Linked DNA regions of Sus scrofa: region 2 is linked to region 1. A link is a contact called in public HiChIP or PLAC-seq data. All regions are on one chromosome and are shown on one strand. The core of a region is the stretch at or near the end of the contact, and the rest is flanking DNA. Distances in the headings are between cores, read along the strand shown.

Region 1 (7,002 bases), core at 2,636-5,135:
GCCGCCTGCGGGAGGCGCAGCACATCAACAAGTCGCTGTCGGCCCTGGGGGACGTCATTGCTGCTCTGCGCTCCCGCCAGGGCCACGTGCCCTTTCGCAACTCCAAGCTCACCTACCTGCTGCAGGACTCGCTCAGCGGGGACAGCAAGACCCTCATGGTGGTGCAGGTGAGGGCCTCAGGTGGCCACCTGCGTGTTAGGGGTTCCACTGGCTCCAAGAGCAGGGCCCCACCCCCTTCCCCTGTGGCCTGTAACTGCCACGGGCGGAGGGAAGGGCCCCTTGTCAGCAGCAGCTCCCTAGTCTGTGACATGTGCCCCTCCCCCCGTGCTTGTACACACCACCCTCGGTTGCCCTTCCGGCTCCCCTCCCTCTCAGTTTTCTCTGGGGAACCTTCTAGAGCCCCTTGCTTGTGAGCTCCCTTTGGTACCCCTTCCAGTTCTGTGAGGGCAGCCGGCTGGCAGGGTGGGGAGTGAGCTCTTGTGTCCCCTAGGTGTCCCCTGTGGAGAAGAACACCAGTGAGACGCTCTACTCCCTCAAGTTTGCTGAGAGGGTGCGCTCCGTGGAGCTGGGCCCCGGGTCCCGCAGGGCAGAGCTCGGGTCTTGGTCCAGCCAGGAGCATCTAGAGGTACGGGGACCATCGCAGGCCTGCTTCTGGCCGCCAGCGGGTCAGACTTCCTGCTCGCTCGTGGGCAGGAGGGAGGGCAGGGAGGGGAGGTCAGCCTGGAGTTAAGAGGAGGCCAGCCTGGAGTTAAGAGGAGGCGAAGATGCCCAAGGGAGTGGCCTGAACTTGAGCCCAAAGTCAGCAGCCTCTTTAGGCCAGGTGTTTCTTCCTGGCCTCAGAGGTACCTGTAGGGGCATCAGCTGGTTGGAGGTGGGCGGGGTGCAGGCGGGCATCCAGGTGCTCAATAGTAACTAGTCTACTTTATGTCTATTATCTCATAATTCTTACCCTCCTGTCCTCATGGTTACTGTATCATCATCAAGCCCATCCTGCAGATGAGGAAGCAGCTTCAGGTGGCTGGGGAGGGGAAACGTGGGGGAGGGGGTGACCCAGGGCAGCAGGCCCCACCCACCTGCCCTTCTCTCCCCAGTGGGAGCCGGCTTGCCAGACGCCACAGCCCTCAGCACGAGCCCATTCGGCCCCCGGCTCTGGGACCACTAGCCGCCCAGGCTCCATCAGGAGAAAGCTGCAGCCCTCGGGTGAGTCTGTAGGGGTAGGCGGGCTGCTCACGGCCATTGGGCTGCCCCGATCTGAATGGGCCTTTTCTCCCGCTCTTTTTTTGAGTTTATAAACTTTCTCCAGAACCTGTTTCACAACCTTCCCTGGCCCTGGGAAGTACTCAGGGCCGACAGTGCTCGGTCCACTTTACAGATGGGAAACTGAGGGCCCCTTGGAGAAGGAGTAGTGTGAAAGGAGCCCAGCCCCGGGCTGCTGACCTGAGGCCCAGGACCGTTCTCCACTTTTCTGCGGCTGGGCTCATGCAGGACATACCCTCCAAGGCAGGCCTCGACTCCAGGGGCAGGGGGGGGGGGGGTGGGGAAGGCCAGGGCTCTCCTGTCTCAGATGAGCGGGCCTGGCCCCAGCACCAGAATCCAGGGCCCTGCCCCCCCCCACCCCCGCCACCTAGCCCACTCACAGAAGGGCCTGGCCAGTGTTTGGGGCCAAAGAGAGGAGGGCAGCAGGGTCCTGGGGGGGGTCTTGGCCCTCAGCAAGCCTACCAGTGAGACGCCTGTTGCTTTGATTTCAGCCTGACGGCTGGGGCTGCAGAGTCTCCAGGTGAGTGTGGGGCCGCAGCCCAGGGCTGCCTGCCCACCCGCCTGCCTGGCCGCCTCGGGTGCAGGGCTGGGCCGGGAAGCTGGCTGCTCCGGGCGGGGTCTGTCGTCAGCTGCCTGCTGTCTGCGTGCTTCTGCCCGGCTTCCTCCCGCTCTGGGACAGAGGCTGCCGATCCGGGACTAACGCGCCCCTCTCCTCCTGCAGGGAAGTGCAGGCCGCTGCCTGTGTGATGGACACGTCCACCCTGCCGGACCAGGGACTGGGCTGACGCCCGGCTGGCCTGCTCCTGCTGCAGTGCTGAGAGCCCGGGAGGCAGAGGCCAGAGTGGAGGTTCCTCTTTTGCCCCAACTCCCTTCAGCAATGAGAAACATGTTTAGAAGGAAACGGTGTCTTTCCCCTGTGGCTCTGGGCGCAAAGGGCATGGGCTGGAAGGGGAAGCCCAGGCCCGCTGAGTGGGCCCTCGTGGGGCGGCTGGGCAGGTGTGGGAGGGTGGGCTGGCCCAGCCCCCTCCCCAGCCTGCAGGGCCCTCCCTGGTGGGTGGGCTGGGGAGCCCCCAGAAGGCAGGGAATGGTGGGAACTGGGCGGCTGGTGGGCGGCCCCGTCCCACTCGTCTCCGCTCCCAGGGAGTTGAGGTCTCCCTGGGCGTGTGCAGAGTGTTGGGGTGCACAGAGTGGCCCGGCCCTTGCCATGGGCCGGGCTGTATTTACGGTTGGCAGGAGGCCCGTGGGCAGGGATGTTGCTGCTTCCCCTCATCAGCCTGGCACCAGGCCGTCTCCTTGCTTACTGGCCTCCTGCCACTCTATTTAAAAACTTTTGGAAGCTTAGCCATTTTTACTTATTAAAATAACGTTTTTACACAAGTGTTGTTTGAGAGAGTTGGTTTCGTGAGCCCCTGGTGGGATCGCAGAGCAGGGCATTGGCCCGTGCAGGCTGCGCACCCACAGCCCTCCTGAGCTGCCCAGAAGCCCGGCTCCCGTGTCCTCCACCTGCACGAGTGGGAGAAGCCAGCGGCCTCCCTAGCCTGGTTGCCCTTATCGTGACCCAGGTCAGCAGTGCTGTCACCTCCCTTTTATGGAGCAGATGGGAAACTCAAGCGTTTGAAGAGCCTCCACAGCCCCAGCCAGGACGGACCCCATTCCACGGCCTGCCCTCTGCCCCAGTCTTGCCGCCTTAGGTGAACTGGCCACAGGTGAATGCCACCCCCCCCACTGCCTATGGCACCCCACCCATCAGTGCAGCACCACCCCCCTTCCCACCACGGGGGCTGTGCTGGCCTGCACCTGGTTCCAGCCTTGCGGGAACGCACCAGGGCTCAGTGGGTCCTCCCGCCGACTGGGCTGAACTTGCAGTCGCAGGAGCAGGGATGACCCCCTGGGCCAGGGGAGCTGTTCTGGGTAGCCAGCACCGGGGTTCCTGTGGGGAGTGAAGGCTGTTCACAGCCCTCCTACAAGGAGGCAGGAGAGTGGAGGGTTCCAGGCCCACCTAGTGGTGGCCACGCCTGCAAGGCCAGGGGCCCGGCGCCCTGCAGTGGACAGCTGCTGGCTGGCCTTGGAGGCTGCACAGGACAGCAGGGAGGGGTGGCTGAGACAGAGGAGCTGGGCTGGTGAGCCCATTCCTCACCTGTTTCTCTAAGCCTTGAAGAGGGAGTTGCTGTTCCCTGCTGCTTCACCCCAGAGGAAATCTCTGTCCCTTCCCACCGGCCCATCACGCTGCTGCCCCCTGCTGGCCACACTGCCTGGCACACGGCCTGAAGGGTTGGTCTCAGGACAGCCTGGCAACTGTAACCAGAGGATTCCCAATGAGGAAAGCAGGGCAAGTTACAAATTTAATAAGATTCACCTTCATAAATTACAGCAGCAGCCTCAGGGCTCAGTTTGCTGCCCCATGAAGCAGAAGTTGGGCAAAGCTGGACACCTGCTCCTGGAGAGAAGCTGTCTCAGAGGTCAGGGCTGTGGAGGTGGCCAGTGGGCCAGCGCCGCCTCCAGGATGGCCGCAGGGCAGCAGCGGGGGCCGAGCAGAGGCTCATGGGCCGGTGGGCACACAGGGAACAGGAGCAGGGGCCGAGGCCAGGCCTGAGGGCTGCCCGTGCCCCTACCCTCTGGGCTCCTCAGTCCAAGCTGGCCATGAGCAGGTGCAGCTCCCGGAAGGCACTGCCATGGCGGCCGCTCAAGCTCGACTTGCTTTTAACAAAGCCGCTGATGCTCTTGAGCTGCTTGTAGCAGAGCCGGCACTTGTGCAGCCTGTGGGCAGAAGGGCAGCACTTGACGTGCAGCACCGGCACTGGATCCCACCCAAGGCCAGGGCCTTTCCTGTACTAATCCCTCCCTCTCCTCCTCCCATAGCAAGGCCAAGGCTCAGCACGCAGGACCCACTGAGGCTGGGCCAGGGCTTAAAGCAGAGCCAGGCCTCAGAGGAAGCCAGGCTCTGGCTACCCTGCCCGAGCCACCGTCCCAGGCCCAATAACCTTCTCTATAAGCGGTTTCAGCAGGGCCGTCACCAAGCAGGCTGAGCCCCCAGGCCTAGGGGGCCTCGCGGCAGGGCACTGCAGCCTCACCCCCACTGCCTGGCCCCTCACCTCTCCTCCCGGCTGATGTCCACACCCACGGAGGGCGGGGCCGCCAGCATGTCAGTGATCAGGGGCAGAAACCGCTTCAGGATCAGCTTCAGGGAGGTGCAGCCCGTCTGGACGTAGCTTCAGAGAGATGGATGGAGTCACAAAAAGATAACAGCGGGCAAGGTACACACAGGAGCAGGGGCTTGATGTCATTCTGGCCTCTCCAACCAGGAGGGGAAAGCAAAGCTGCCCAGCCACATTGCTGGCCCTGGGGGTCTCTGCCGTGGTCCCCCCTCTTCCCTGCTGTGAGGCAGGTGCTGCTTCCCCACGTGTACCTCTCATACTTGCTCTTCAGAAGCTTCTCGATCTGCGGCAGGATGGTGGTGCACAGGTCCAGCTTCCACAGGGAGCTGGGGAGAGGGCCGGGGACATGGGCCCTCAGCGCCGGTCCTGCCCACGCCACCCACACCCCTCCGCACCCCACCACGGCCACTTACGCCTTCTGGTTGACAATGTTGAGGAGGTCGACTACCACCGACAGGTCGTTGATGGCCACGGCAGAGTCCACCGATGTCTGTGCAAACAGAGCACCCATCAGAGGGGACTGGGGACAGTGGCCTGGGGGTGGCATGGTGATGGGGTGTATGGGGGGGTGTTAGCAAGACTGCACAGCGTGGTGAGAGGGGCCATCTGGCCCTCACTGCCCCCCCACCCCACAGGCAGCCCTCTTCTCAGCGCAGCCAAAACCCAGCAGAGGTGGCACTTGCCTTGATGTCGCCTGTGGTCCACGCGGCCCACACAGTATCCAGGTTCTTGTGGCGGCTGGTGAGCACAACACACATGGTGTCGTGGCCTTTGCGGATCTGGGACATGGCATCCTCGTCAAGCAGCTCCACCTGCTGGGGGATCTTCACGGCCTGAGGGATGGGTGCACGGATGCTGGCAGCCAAGTTCTGCCCTCGCCCCTCAGGCCTCCAGCTGCCCTCAGTGTCTGGGCCCCCACTCACGGGCAGGAAGTCGGAGGCCTTCAGCCCGATGGGCTCATTCCGGGTGGCAGGGATGATGGCAGGCTCGGCCTTGGGTGCGGGGGTGGAAGTGACGACAGTGGGGGGCCCGGGCAGGACCTCGAGCTGGAGAGGTCGGGAGCTCAGCAGGCGGCCAGCCTGAGGCCTCCCCCTCTGCCCCCGCCCCGGCACGGCCGCCTCAACCCTGGCTCAGGACTCCAGCCCCCCTCTGAAACCCACACCACGCCAGTGCCGCTGGGACATACATTTGGCACCGGGAACTGCACATCTGTGGCTGGGCTGGGCTTTGCTGCCTCCTTGGCTGTGGCCATGTCTAGAGGCAGAAGGAAAAGATCACTGGGTCAGGTCGGGCCAGGAGAAGACACCGGCGGGAAGAGGCCAGCGCTCGGGGTGGGACTCTGGGTGGCACCTGTGACTGCGGGAGGCCCGGGGGAGGGGCTGGGCCTGTCCTCTCCCTTCCACCCACTCAACCTCCAGTTTGGCAAAAAACAGGCACCAGGCCCTGTGTGTGGACGGGGCCCAGGGAGCTCCAGGGGGCGGCGATCCATCACCTCCTCCGGAGAGGAGTGTGTGGAGAGCGGGGAGGGAGCGGCCCCTCGGGCCCCCAGCCTGCGGGAACGAGGATGGCCCCTTGAGGAGAAAGCCGGGGAGGGGCCGAGGGGCTGAGGATCAGGGCGCCCACCCCACCTTCTCCAAGTTCAAAGCAGATCAGGTTTGCTCCCTGCTCAAATGCTCCAGCAGCCAAACCCAGACCCCCACCCAGGGCCTGGCCGCCTGCTGCCGGCCCCCAGGCCCAGGCCCTCCTTGGGGCTCCCTCCCACTGGAGGCCCTTCCCTTCTGTCCCCTCATCTGGCCCTCAGGCCTGCCTGGTGTGCTGCCTCCCTGGAGCCTCACAGGCCTTGCAGCTCCTCCCCACACCCACTCTTCCCCCCACGTGGCCGTCTACCGCCTGCTCCTCACTGGGCTCCTAACGGAGCACCTGCCTGCCTGCTCAAGCACCGGAGCCTAGTGCAAGCCCGGCACACAGTGGGTGCTTCTGGGCGAAGGGAGGAGAAAGATCCAGGGGGAGAGAGGCTGGAAAGGCTGCGCTGAGACGGAGGCCTGAGGGCTCTCAGCTGGGGACCCTGGGAGGCCAGGCTCTGCCCTCCACTCACCGTCCTCTGGGGGTGCTGGGAAGGGCTCACTTCTTCGGGGTGGTGTCCGACCTGCAGAGGCAAAGGTGGCTGGGGACTCACAGTGGCCAGCCCGGGGCTGCTGTCTGAGACCCTATGGGATAGCCCGGGACCCGAACCCTCAAGTTCGCCCCTCCCCACCTACTTGGCCCAGTGGGCCTGCCTTTGCTCAGGGAGAGCAGGGTACTGAGTGGCTGCTGGGCTGCTGCTGGGGCCTAGAGGACCTGGGAACAGAGCCCAGACCCAGGTGTGGGTTAGGAATTAACGCTAAGGGAGCAGAGGACAGGGACGCCACCCCTGGAAAGGGCCGTCTGCTTCCAGGGACAGATGGGGATGCTGGGGCTCGGAGGGCAGGGGCGGAAGGGCCCGGGCCTCACTGATGCTGTTCTTGGGCTGGAAGATCTCGTTGTAATCCTCGGTGTTCTGGATCTCGGCCCGAGACTCGCGCTCATCCCGGTCGTCCTCGCTGCTGGGGCT
Region 2 (7,002 bases), core at 1,676-4,175, 76 kb before region 1:
AAGCCTCGGCGTTGGAGGCTGATGTCGCCGAGCCGAGCTAGTTGGGGGTGGCAGTGGGGGCTGGGAGGGGAAGGCGTGTGGGAGGCAGATTTTAGGAATGGAACCATCAGACTTGTTGAAAAACAGTGACTGGGCCCCGCAACCCATACCCTTGCAGGGGTGTTACAACTCGGGTGCTCGAATTCCTTATAAAGCCTTGAAGAAATGGTTTTAATTAAATGCATATATCACTTGGATAGCATTTCTGAAATTATTCTTACGATGCCGTTAGAAGGCATTCCAAGTTGTAGCACAGAAAAATCCTCCTCGTAGAGCAACCCTCCCACCTGACTTAAAGGGATTATGAACACCCCTCCCCACTCCCCTCCCCCAGATTGAAATTAGGAAGAGAGCAGGCCTCCTGCCACCAGGGCCGTCCTCCTGCTTTACTGCTTCATGCCACTGAGGTTTTCCTTTCATCTGCCCAAATGCTGTTTCCAGCAGATGACTTTTCTCTGGGCTGCCATCACTGATGATGGGTGAGGCCATTACCTCTCTCCTGACCTGTCATCTGTACCAAGACCAGCCTGAAGGGGCCTGCTGTGGGAGGCGGCTGTGCCTTTCTTGGTAGCTGCAAGGCAGACTTGGGGGGGGGTGGGGGGGCTGCTCTGGGTAAGCCCCAAGCTGCCACTTTCCCCTGGAGGGCCTTGTCTTTTTAAAAATTTCCAAGTCCAGGAGTTCCCATTGTGGCGCAGGGGTTAACGAATCCCACTAGGAAACATGAGGTTGCGGGTTCGATCCCTCGCCTTGCTCAGTGGGTTAAGGATCTGGCATTGCCGTGAGCTGTGGTGCAGGTTGCAGACACGGCTCAGATCACGAGTTGCTGTGGCTCCAGCGTAGGCCAGCGGCGACAGCTCCGATTGGACCCCTAGCCTGGGAACCTCCATATGCCGCAGGAGCGGCCCAAGAAATGGCAAAAAAGACAAAAAAAAAAAAAAAAAAAAAAAAATCCAAGTCCAGGAGTTCCCTTCATAGCTCTGCAGTTAATGAATCTGATTAGCATCCATGAGGATGCAGGTTCAATTCCTGGCCTTGCTCAGTGGGTTAGGGATCCCGTGTTTCTGTGAGTTGTGGTGTAGTTTGCAGAGGAGGCTCAGATCTGGCGTTGCTGTGACTGTGGTGTAGGCTGGCAGCTGTAGCTCCAATTCAACCCCTTGCCTGGGAACTTCCATATGCTGTGGGTGTGGCCCTAAAAAGACAAGAAAAAAAAAAATTCAAGTCCGGAATCATCTGATTTTCCTTTGGTCCTCCTCAAGCACTAATAACTTTATTGTTACACTTAAGACCTCTTGGCTCCCCAGATTGAACATTCTGTGAATTGAATCCTGTTTGACATATGTGCCTGGGGGGCCCTAGATGGAGGAAGGTGCAGCAAAGACCTGGGTGGAAGGAGGAGCCTTGAAAAATTTGAAGCATATGATCGTTTCTTTGTTTATATAGGTTTCAGGTTTAGGGTTTTCTTTAAGAGGCAATAAAAGCTCCCATTTATGGAGACTTACCACGTGCCAGGCATTTTTATATTTTGTCTCTAATCCCCTGGGATCTTCCCTTGCCAGGAAAGCTCTGCTCGGCTCTCCTCCTTGGCAGCACCCCCCTGCCCCCCGCACTCTGTGCCAGCACGTGATGGGCCTCCGTGCAGCTCTGCCGTGTTGACTCTCCCCATTACAAGTGAGGCAGCTGCAGCTCGGGTTATGGGCTCTTGCATTATTCACGTGTCCATGTAATAAGCACTTAGTTTAGACAGAGCGCTGAGGGGCGCTGGAGCTGAAAGGGGGGAAGGAGCTGCCGTGTGTGGATCAGAAAAGCTCTCAGGCACCAGCTGCCATGAGGAAGCCCCTCTGCCAGGATTTGTACCCAGAAGCTCATCGTCAGTCTTTGAGACTCTAAACACATCACTGACCAGTTTGCCTACTCCCTGCGCTTGAAAATATTTTACTTGCAGGAAAGGTTTTTTGGGTCACATGCACCATTCTGCCCTCCTGACCCTCGATGCTGCCGTGAACATGGCATGAGTGTCACTGGAAGTGCCCGCTGCTTGGACCACTGTCCTTGCCACTTCCAATGTGCTGTTCCACCACTTCAGAAATCTTTTTTTTTTTTTTTTTTTGCTTTTTAGGGCCACACCTGTGGCATATAGAGGTTCCCAGGCTAGGGGTTGAATTGGAGCTGTAGCCGCTGGGCTGCGCCAGAGCCACAGCAACACGGGATCCGAGCCGCGTCTGCGACCTACACCACAGCTCACGGCAACGCCAGATCCTTAACCCACTGAGCAAGGCCAGGGATCGAACCCGCAACCTCATGGATCCTAGTCTGGTTCATTAACTGCCGAGCCGTGAAGGGAACTCCCAGAAATCTTTTCTCCGTGTGCTTTCTTTTTCTCTTCTCCAGTTGGGCTCAGTGGCGCTTACAGAACAATTATTGCTCCTCGTATGAATGTGCTTTGCGCTGACCCTCCTAAATGTGAATGGGGAGGACGTCTAGTGACGTGTGGAGGCTGGAGCATGTGCATTGATTGTCATCCCTTCTTGAACCCAAATGAAATGAGTGGAAAGGATTAAAAAAGTAAAAACTCATAAGGATGAAAAGAGGAAACAACAGCAGACAAAAGAGGTCAAAGAAGCTGGACTTGGAAACACCTGGCAGAGAGGGGTGGGCTGATGAGTCATCAAACCCAAAACAGAGATCAAGGGAACCCTGAACAATGACAGGTCTGGCCGCCTTTCCCGTTTAGGTCTCAGAATATCGGCATCAGGGATTATACTCAGCCCTGGCAGGAGGTGGGACTATTCGCTTCCAGGGAAATTGACCAGCTCAAGAGAAAGGACCTATGACAGTGACAGTGGAGGCCCTCCTGAAAGGGCCTGGTCCCCACTCTGTCCCCTGTACAGGAAGTCCTCTAATCACAACCTCTTTCCACACAGCAGTTTGCAATCAACTTTGTAATGCCTCATCCTTAAATAGAAACAGAAAGTCAAGAATAATCTAGCAGGAAGTCTAACTGAAACGTGGATACCAAGACCAAACAAACAGGAGAAAAAGAGAGAAAACAGACAATTGAGGCAGCAGAAGAAAGAAAAAAAATGAACTTTATAATTAATGGTTCCAGAGAGATGAGATGCAAATGCATTCTTGAAATGTTATATAATAAAGGAATATTTAAAACTGATAAAAACCTCTGGGGAATTAAAAATATAATGTCAAGGGGGAAATCAGTAGCAGGTCGGAAGATAAAGCTGAGGAAGCTTCTCAGGAGCTAGAACAAAAGTAGATGAAAAAATAAGAAAGGTAGATTCAAATCAGCAGTTCAAAAAAAACAAGAAACAAAAGCAAAAAACCAGACCCAAAGGAATTCCAGAGAGAACTAAGAAAAATAGGAGAGGAGGAAAATAGCAAAGAAATAACCCAAGAATGGAGTTCCTTTTTCAGTGGTTTAAGAACCCCACTGGCATCCATGAGGATGCAGGTTCGATCCCTGGCCTTACTCAGTGGGTTAAGGATCTGGTGCTGCCATGAGCGGTGGTGTAGGCCAAAGATGTGGCTCAGATCTGGCTGTGATGTAAGCCAGCAGCTACAGCTCTGATTCAACCCCTAGCTTCAGGAATTTCCATATGCCATGGGAGCAGCTCTAAAAAATAATTAATTAAAAGAAATAACCCAGAAAATTTGCCACAACGGAAGCACATGAATTTCTAAATTGAACAAATCCTGCTGAGCACCCAGCACTGTGGGTGACAGTCTTTAAGGAGTCACATATCTCAGGTTTGTCCAAGTATTTTCACAGAGCACTTGTTACTCTTAGTAGATATCCACTACTAAGTGGCAGAGGAAAAGTAGTTTCTCTGTCCCTTCATAAAATTTCCTCCTTCAGAAACTTCCCATTACAAACCAGAGGGAACCACTGGAAATGCTTTGAAGCTTAACTCATGCTGAGAAGAATGTTAACCACTCATCCTAAGCGCCTCTACTCAACATCTATTCTAAAAGCAGCGAGTTTATGTCCTCCCCTTCCTAAAAAACTAACTCTGTAGTTTAAAAGATTATACATTTGGAGTTCCCATCGTGGCTCAATGGCTAACAAATCCGACTAGGAACCACGAGGTTGCGGGTTCGATCCCTGGCCTTGCTCAGTGGAAGGTTGTATGCGGGCTCAGGATCAAGCCTGGATTGGTTGCTGTGGCTGTGGTGTAGGCCGCAGCTACAGCTCCAATTAGACCCCTAGCCTGGGAACCTCCCTATGCCATGGGAGTGGCCCTAGAAAAAGGCAAACAGACAAAATAAATAAATAAATAAAATAAAAAAGATTATATACTTTGAAAGGGGGTGGGCAGCGGAGGTTCCCTGGTGGTGCAGTGGGTTAAGGATCTGGCGTTGTCACTGGAGTGGCTCAGGTTACTGCTGTGGCCGGTGTGGGTTTGATTCCTGGCCTGGGAATTTCCACATGCCCTGGGCGTGGTCAAAAAAAATTAAGGACGAATAGTGACTTTCAGATTCTTGGGGAAGTGCCCTTGTGCACCCACTGAGCACTTGACTAAGTGCTTTAAAATAATGCCACCAGGAAGGACAAAATAAGTGCCTTTGCAGACACACACCCATAGCAGTTGATCGAATTGATCTGGTGTAAGTTCTAGTGTCGTTATCAACCAGGTAATTCATCTCAAACTGGTCTGTAAGAAATAAATGGAGGAGTTCCCGTCATGGCGCAGTGGTTAACGAATCCGACTAGGAACCATGAGGTTGCGGGTCGATTCCTGACCCTGCTCAGTGGGTTAACAATCTGGCATTGCCATGAGCTGTGGTGTAGGTTGCAGACGCGGCTCGGATCCCGCGTTGCTGCGGCTCTGGCGTAGGCTGGTGGCTACGCTCCAATTCCACCCCTAGCCTGGGAATCTCCATATGCCTCGGGAGCTGCCCAAGAAATAGCAAAAAAAAAAGACAAAAAAAAAAAAAAAAGAAGAAATAAATGGATAAGTGAAAACTGGGTTTCATTGCTGGGCTTCTTTACAACTTACCCTTTCTACTGAGATCACCGATTACCCAGAAGCTGTTATGGTAAGTACCTTCAGTTGGTTAACCAGGTTTTGCTTCTAACAGTGGGGCCCAATTTCCGACTAATAGCAGGCCAGGTATAAACCTCTAAAGCTTGTTGCTAACCTCTCTGCGAATCCCGTGTACTAAGTGGGTTACTGATCATGACATCAAGGGAAGAATATTGTTAGGATTCTGGGGTTAATGTTCCATTGAGGGGAGAAGAGAGAGTGGAAGTTCAATCACTGTAGGAATTTTCTCGCAAAGCTTGGTTTTATGTGATTATTTCCCTGTTGAAAATGAAGCAAGGGTTTGAGGTCCTTGCCTTCAGAGAATCTAAATGCTTGAGATTTTTTTTCTTCTAATAGGAACACCTTGAAAAAGTATGGAAACCTCTGCAGTTTTTCTTTAAGCCCCGCTGAGAGAAACACAAGCAGAAAGTCCTAAGTCACAGTAAATCTTTTTGTCAAACACACGATGTGCTCTTCCTTGGGCTTCTGTTTAGAGACGCTTCAGAGGTCGGTACACAGAACTGAAAATGAGATTCGTGAGGCATCTTAACGCTGGTCCTGAGTTTCAGCTCTCTGTGCAGTCCTCCTTCCACAGTCGAATCACTCCTGTTCCCTTCCAGCTTCATGCTAAAGAGAACGATGACCAAATAACAGCTGTTCTGGGCCACCTCTTCCTTCCTTCCCAAGGGCATCATGATAACAACCGGACACCCGCCTGGGTCATATGGGTTTACGGTTTTAGTAGACACCTCAAGATACCTGGTGATTTCAGAGCATTTGATGTAAAGTAATGACTTAATAAAGCTTAAAAAATGTTTCTTAAAAATTTCAATTAGGAGTTCCCGTTGGGGTGCAGCGGAAACAAATCTGACTGGTATCCATGAGGATTCGGGTTCAATCCCTGGCCTCGATCAGTGGGTGAAGGATCCAGCGTTGCTATGAGCGGTGCTATAGGTTGCAGACGTGGCTCGGATCTGGCGTTGCTATGGCTGTGGTGTAGGTCAGTGACGACAGCTGCAATGCGACCCCTAGCCTGGGAACCTCCATATGCCACGGGTGTGGGCCTAAAAAAAAAAAAATAATAAAAATAATAAAAATTTAAATTAACAACAAAGATATCCCAACAATAATTTTTCAGAGTATTAACAAATTGTTTTTCAAAGGACTCTTCTGGCATCGGGACTTAATTGAAAAGTGTATACTTTTGAACAATAAGGTGATGAAAAATGTCTTTTTCCCCTCCTTTCCACAGTGGTTTATACAGGATATGGAACATAGTTCTGTATGAGCACAGTAAGACCTGTTGCTTATCCATTTTCTGTATAAAATAGCTTGCGTCTGCTAATCCCCAACTCCTAAGCTATCACCATCCCCCACCCTGAAAAAGACATCTTAATTGTCTCTTATTCACCCATATCACCTGCCCATCTCCTTCCAGCACTCACCTGCCCTGCTTATAACAGCAAATCGGGCAGCCCTGTGTGTGTTTGACCTGCCTGGACTTCGTTTGTTATCACAAAGGAAAACAAGCTCCTTTTTATGGGTCATTTCTTTGTTTTGCTCAGAAAAGGGTTACCCCGGGCCAGAGTCGAGGTCACAAAATTTATGTAAGTAGAAGGTGTCTTAAAACCTAACACCTGAGTGATTGCTTGGGGAAGGAAATTGGACCTGTTGGAATGGAACACATGCAGACCGGTGGTGCGGCTTTGAACCAACCATTTGCTAATCTGCTTTTCTCCTTAACACCCAGATGGAGAGGGAGAGAGAGGAGGCAGGACGGGCTGTGACCGGATTCTTTAGAGAGTCGGGGCCAGGATGGATCGGACAAGAATTTGCATTTGTGTGGGGTGAGCGGTGCCATCCCCTCTCTCGGCCTGGGGGGTGAGGTATGCTGGCAGAACCCTGACACCCCAGCATCTTAGAGAAG

What was found. HiChIP or PLAC-seq counts read pairs in DNA pulled down with a chosen protein or histone mark.
Region 2: a contact with region 1 is called in an H3K27ac HiChIP or PLAC-seq map of skeletal muscle. The contact joins two enhancer-like sites. A contact is called at or near these places in 1 of 5 promoter capture datasets (liver), 30 of 47 Hi-C or Micro-C datasets (adipose tissue, alveolar macrophages, blood and 16 more) and 2 of 2 datasets of contacts at active chromatin or transcription factors (alveolar macrophages and skeletal muscle).

The regions. Positions count from the first base shown.
Region 1 is chr6:19,655,619-19,662,620 of Sscrofa11.1, reverse strand. It overlaps KATNB1 (katanin p80 WD40 repeat-containing subunit B1), which reads right to left. Exons shown (of 20, transcript XM_021093935.1): 12 at 6,903-7,002; 13 at 6,508-6,558; 14 at 5,599-5,666; 15 at 5,336-5,458; 16 at 5,096-5,245; 17 at 4,826-4,902; 18 at 4,664-4,738; 19 at 4,350-4,466; 20 at 3,587-4,014. The coding sequence ends at 3,882. KIFC3 (kinesin-like protein KIFC3) reads left to right here. Exons shown (of 21, transcript XM_021093927.1): 18 at 1-167; 19 at 491-625; 20 at 1,092-1,200; 21 at 1,979-2,634. The coding sequence ends at 2,004. Among named protein-coding and RNA genes, the nearest start is that of KATNB1, 29 kb to the right of the region's middle. Within about 2 kb of position 3,885, at least 11 of the 83 cell types and tissues checked have an H3K27ac peak or open chromatin away from gene starts, as enhancers often do. A contact at or near this core is called in alveolar macrophages and skeletal muscle, where this site is marked.
Region 2 is chr6:19,730,239-19,737,240 of Sscrofa11.1, reverse strand. It overlaps LOC106510488 (a long non-coding RNA gene), which reads left to right and starts at 6,462. Exons shown (of 3, transcript XR_001309013.2): 1 at 6,462-6,682; 2 at 6,826-7,002. Within about 2 kb of position 2,925, at least 21 of the 83 cell types and tissues checked have an H3K27ac peak or open chromatin away from gene starts, as enhancers often do. A contact at or near this core is called in alveolar macrophages and skeletal muscle, where this site is marked.